Linked DNA regions of Mus musculus: region 1 is linked to region 2. Evidence: chromatin contacts called from public HiChIP or PLAC-seq data. All regions are on one chromosome and are shown on one strand. Each heading gives the region's core, a stretch centred on a gene start, on an enhancer-like site or on the middle of the called end of the contact. The rest is flanking DNA. Distances are from core to core; before and after follow the strand shown. Region 1 has its middle 30 kb from the start of Gm5086. Region 2 has its middle 20 kb from the start of Enc1.

Region 1 (2,700 bases), core at 174-2,673, 330 kb before region 2:
CCAAGGGATGCCACCGAGATCACACCACACTAAAGACCTCACGCAAGAGATGTATTGATGTGCAGTGGGGCAAAGTACCACCTCTAAGCCAGGATGGGGTTGGGGGAACATGATGGCAGGACTTTATAAAGGGTATACAACTCACGGCAACAGGAGAAATATGTCACATTTGGCAGCTGGTAATGACATGGCTGCTGGCGCTGAGTGACTGAAGTGTTGGCAGGGGAGGAGGGAACCTGGTTCTGAAATGTGCTCAGTTCCCAGCACTATCCTGCAGGGGCACCAAGATCCATGCATGTATGCAAGCACGATCGTGAGCACGCACATGTGTACACACACACACACACACACACACACACACACACACTTAAAAGGAATAAAATATTAGGAATTAAGACAAGGGTTTGCTGGCTGATAGGATAGAAAGAACCATGTCTGGTATGAGAGTTTTGAACACAGATCTGGGCAATCCAGTTCAGGGATCCAATGGGGTTCAGTACTCATGGTGTAAGCACTGGATGCCCATGGACTCAGTGGGAAGCCTGTCTTCAGGATCACTAACTGGAATCTGTCATATTCTCTAAAGATAGGATAGTACAAAATGCAACTTCATGGGGTTATTAAGATGAATTGAACAAGGTAGCTGTGTAAAGGTCTCAGAATGGCACTGGGCACCAAACAAGGGCCTGACTTTCACTGTTAATTGTGTAGTTTCATTTTTTAAAATTCCTCCGTGTGGGGCTGGGAAGATGGCTCAGCAGTTAAGAGCAGTGGCTGCTGTTCCAGAGGACCCGATTTCAATTCCCAGCAACCACATGGTGGCTCACAACCATCTATAATGGGATCCAATGATGCCCTGGGTGGTCTGTTTTCACATATATATATATATATATATATATATATATGTAATTGTTTAGGGTTGGTTTTTTTTTTTTTTTTTTGACTCAGTCTTTAAAAAAAAAAATTCCTCAAAGTAACTTGCTGAAGGCAGGAAGCAAGTTCAAGGGACAGAAGCACCTGGCTCTAGATAGATGAGCTTTAACAAAAGCCTGACAAAGGGCTAAGGGCCTCAGAAAGGCCAGGGAGAGTGTTGGAGGTGGTAGTGTAAGACTCTGGGGAGCCTTAGCTTACTGGGGACCCCCTGAGTGAACCACATGGAGATGGGATCGATGCAAAAAGCAAGAGGAATTTATTGTTCCAGTGCACTGGGGTCGTCCCCGGAAGGAGAGGCGGCACCCCCCAGCACCTGTTCTGCGAGTTTTTATGTGATTTCCAGGGGCAGAATAGAGCATCAGCAACTAGGCACAATATGATTGGTGGAACAATGTGCCCTTTAAACTGATTGGTCTTTAGGGAATGAGGTGACTTCCCTTGTCTGAAGGTGGGCAACAGTCTTCCTGTGGAATGTGTCCCCACCCGAGGTCGAGATCAGTTCCGTCCTGTGATCTGAGAAATGTTAATTAGCCTCTCCCTTACAGAGGGGCAAGTGTTTCATGACCTTCCCAAAGTTCCTAAGCTGACCTTTTCAGTAGATGAACTTGTAAAGGGCCACTAGGTTCCACAGGAGACCATGAAAAGGTACGGAGCCAACTATATCAGCCTGAATGCACAGGGCAATGAAGAATCCAGGCTCTGATAAACCCTCTTTCCTGCTTCTCTTAATAGCTACTAACACTAAAGAGGCGGTTATTTAACTTCTCTCTTCCTTAGGTTTCCTATATAAATCTGATTGAGTCCATTCTCTGGTGCTATCAGAGGATGCCTGTGGTATATAAAGAAAAGGTTTCTTTTGGCTCTCAGGTCTGAGATATTCCAGATTAGGTAGCCCTATTAAAGAAGGGCCTCGGGTACTCCAACTCCTGGTAGAGAGAAAGGGGGAAACACCGGCATGTATGAAAGAGGCCAAGCCCAGGAAGCCCAGCGAGTAGCATAGCCTTTATTAATAGCAACTCACTCTCCCAATAGCTAACCCAGTCCATCCAGGAAGGCAATAAGGATTCTACCACACACACACACACACACACACACACACACACACACACACACAGCCACAATCAGGCCCAGCCCTCGGCACTGTGCATTTGAAGGAGGCGAACCATATTTATAGGAGAGGGTCACACAGACCCCAACCACAGAAATGAGGGTCCAAGAAGTGTTGGGCTTTGTTATTGTGGGTGCATCTAGAGAAGCACAGAACACGGGAGAGGGACACACAAATGACAAAGGAGTGTGGGAAGGCAGTACTTCTCTGTATCAGCGACTTCTCTGTGTCACTGTGACCAGAATAGCTGACAGAAACAATATAAGGGAGGGGATGTTGTATTCTGGCTCATAATTTCAGTCTATAATATTGGGAAAGGCATGCTAGGATAACTCAGTCCATGGAGGAAGAAGTATGCTTGGTAGATGTTCCCACGATGGCTAACCAGGAAGCAAAGAGGGGGACCAATATCAGGACAAGGCTACATCTCCAAAGTGCGGGGGAGGGGGGGTCTGAGGGCTGGCAGGATGGCACAGCAGGCAAAAGCACTTGCTGCAGCCACCTGGGTATGATCTTACATGCACGAAAGAGCGTGGGGGGGGGTGCAGAGAGAGAGTTTTAAAAAATAAAGAAGGTAGACCCTAAACAACCTAGCTCTGCCCAATCTGAAGGCATCTCACAAATAGCCCCCATTCTGTGAAGGGTCCACAGTCTCGCAA
Region 2 (2,700 bases), core at 179-2,678:
TTGCTGTGAAGAGACACCGTGACCAAGGCAACTTTTATAAAGGCAGCCATTTAATTGAGGCCAGCCTGTAGTTTGAAAAGTTGAGTCCATCATCCTCAGGGTGGCGAGCATCAGCAGTGTGCAGGCAGACATGGTGCTGGAGAAGCCCAGAGTTCTACATCTTGATATGAAAGCAGCCAGGAAGGGACTCTGATTCCACACTGGGCAGGGCTTGAGCACAGGAAGACCTCGATGCTCGCCAACACGGTGCTACATTTCCTCCAATAAGATCACATCTGCTGCAATAAAGCCACGCCTCCTAATAGTGCCACTCCCTATGGCCAAGCATTCAAACACATGAGTCTAGGGGGACGGGGGGGGGGGGGGGGACGGGGGGGGGCAAACCTATTCAAACCACTAGGAGATCCTTGGCTATACTGAATCCAGCCTGCTATCAAATTCCAGGACGCTATCAAAATAAATAAACAAACAGCATGCGAAGAAGAGGGAAAGAGTTCCAGGGAACCTGGGGAGAGCTTGTGGGACACTGCACATGTCTGAGCTCTGTGAAGTAGGCTGAAGACAAAAGCAGTGTTGAGAATACCAGTGGTTCCCCGGGGGGGTGGGGGTGGGGGTGGGGGGGTGGGCGGGGGGGGGGCGTTGCTGGGCAGGAACGGCTGCATGTACCTTTCTGCTGCATCTGTCCTGGAAGCTCTATCCTGTGAGCTTCCCAGCATAGACTCTGACAAGCTCTAGTGTACCTGTGAGCAGAATTATCTCAGCCTTGCTAAACCTGAAGAGATGGTCAAATCTCTCTTTTTTCCTGACCTGCCCTCTTTTGGTCTGCCATAGAGGGTGTTACGGTTAGAATCTGGTATGTCCCCCGCAGGCTCATTTTGAGAATCTGGTTCCCAGCTAATGGCACTGTTTGGATGTGGAACCAAAAGTGGGGTCTGGCTGGTAGGCAAAGGTCACCAGGGGTGGAGCTTGAGGGTTATAGCCCGGCCCTCCTTCAAGTCCTGACTCCGCCTCCTAATCTGCCAGGATGTCACCCTGCTGTCTCCTTTCTTATTGCTCTGCTAACAGGGGTGAGGCAGCCAGCGTGCCTTCTCCATTGTGATGGGATCTACCTCCTGGCAGACACTTCAAAAGGAGGGGTTGCCATTCACAAAGGCTCATGCAATTGAGTTACAAAAAGGAAAAAGAAAAAAAAAATTTTTTTAATCTTGTGTTTTAAGTAAGTTTGAAGTTTTCTATTGAGCTGTGCACATACATGTGTCTGTGAGCCAAAAGTTAAATCTCTCTCTCTCTCTTGGTTCACTTCTGTCCGGTGTTTCATTACAGTGTTGGGAAAGTAGAACAAATGGCAAACGCCTGATCCCTATGGGCCAGGTCCAATTACAGCTGCCAGGCCTCACCTCAGGCTGCTTCCTTCTACTCTGACCCTGAGCTATCAACTACAAGTATCTTCAGGAGACCCCTGGCTCTCAGCAAGGGAAGGGCCTCGGAGGCTGGAGACACTGAATGGCAGCTAGCTAACAGTGGCCACCCAGGAACTTCAGAACTCCTCTGTCTTTGGACTTGGCTCAGGGAAGGCTAGAGAAGAGATAAGTGCCGCTGAAATGTTGCATAGGCCTCATACCTTGAGCACAACCTGCCCAGGGCCTTCTCTCTCTCTCCAGTTTGCTGGATGCAAAGGGCCCCGGTATCTGCACCCTGTCACTGTGCCTTGGTAAGCCACCCCATCCCCTCTTTCCCCCCCGCCGAGCCTGTCTTGGACACTTTTCTATTCTCGTGATAAAACACCATAACCAGAGCAGCTTAGAGAGAAAAAGGTTTAATTGCAGCATACAGTCCTAGCCCACTGTGCCGAGACTTCCTGGAAGTAATTCAAGGCAGGAACCTGGAGGCAAGTACTGAGCAGGGTCCCTGAAGGACTGCTGCTGCTGCTGCTGCTGCTGCTGCTGCTGCTGCTGCTGCTTACTGGCTCACCTTCCCGGCTTGCTCAGTCTGCTGTTTCACCTTCCCAGGGATGGTACCACCCACGATGGGCTGAGCCCTCTCACATCGGAAAACAGACTTGCCTATGGACCAACCTAATGGAGCAATTTCTTTGACTGTAGTAGTTCCCTCTTCCCAGAGATGCCCAAGATGAAAGGGGCCTCCTCGCTGAATGTTGGAGCTGCCCGGGCCAGTGCGGACTAAGATTGAACTAACTGCTCTGCTTCCTCCAGCAGCTTTAGTCAACCCGAGCAGAACTCCTGGAGAGAGCCTCTGTCCTTCCTAGTTGGCACCGGCAGACTCCTTCACTTTTTTGGGCTGTCTTCTCCAACCAAACAACCAAACGATGAAACGGATCTCTAGGCACATATGAACGGTTGCACAAATCATGGTATTTATGGCAGTTGCTTTCCGCCCCAAGGAAACAAAACATATTGCAATAACTAAACGCTGAATGCTAGACACGGTGGGAGGGCGATGCAGGACTTACTCTAGATCACACGCTGCATCGCTGTCGCTGCCCGCCGCCCGCTGCTGCAGGCAGACCCAGTCGGGGTCCCGCAGACTCTACAGGAGTGGGTGTGACATGCCGCTGCCGCTAACCTAAGCTATGAGTGGGTTCTGACACTGAGTTGTAGTGTGCTCTGTCTGTGATGCTCTGACTGCTGGCTGGGCTCCTCCTTAGCCATCTGCACTTGCTGTCCTTTGCTTTCTCTTTCT

Evidence for each region. HiChIP or PLAC-seq counts read pairs in DNA pulled down with a chosen protein or histone mark.
Region 1: an H3K27ac HiChIP or PLAC-seq map of embryonic stem cells shows a contact between it and region 2, with 6 read pairs. The contact joins two enhancer-like sites. A contact is called at or near these places in 1 of 15 datasets of contacts at CTCF or cohesin (the NIH/3T3 cell line), 4 of 484 Hi-C or Micro-C datasets (bone marrow-derived macrophages, cochlea and monocyte-dendritic cell progenitors), 11 of 115 datasets of contacts at active chromatin or transcription factors (embryonic basal ganglia, embryonic forebrain, embryonic midbrain and 4 more) and 1 of 9 other capture datasets (embryonic stem cells).

What each region holds. Positions count from the first base shown.
Region 1 is chr13:97,588,509-97,591,208 of GRCm38.p6, reverse strand. No RefSeq gene overlaps it. Among named protein-coding and RNA genes, the nearest start is that of Gm5086, 30 kb to the right of the region's middle. Within about 2 kb of position 1,423, at least 10 of the 459 cell types and tissues checked have an H3K27ac peak or open chromatin away from gene starts, as enhancers often do. A contact at or near this core is called in embryonic stem cells and epiblast stem cells, where this site is marked.
Region 2 is chr13:97,259,304-97,262,003 of GRCm38.p6, reverse strand. No RefSeq gene overlaps it. Among named protein-coding and RNA genes, the nearest start is that of Enc1, 20 kb to the right of the region's middle. Within about 2 kb of position 1,428, at least 23 of the 459 cell types and tissues checked have an H3K27ac peak or open chromatin away from gene starts, as enhancers often do. A contact at or near this core is called in embryonic stem cells and epiblast stem cells, where this site is marked.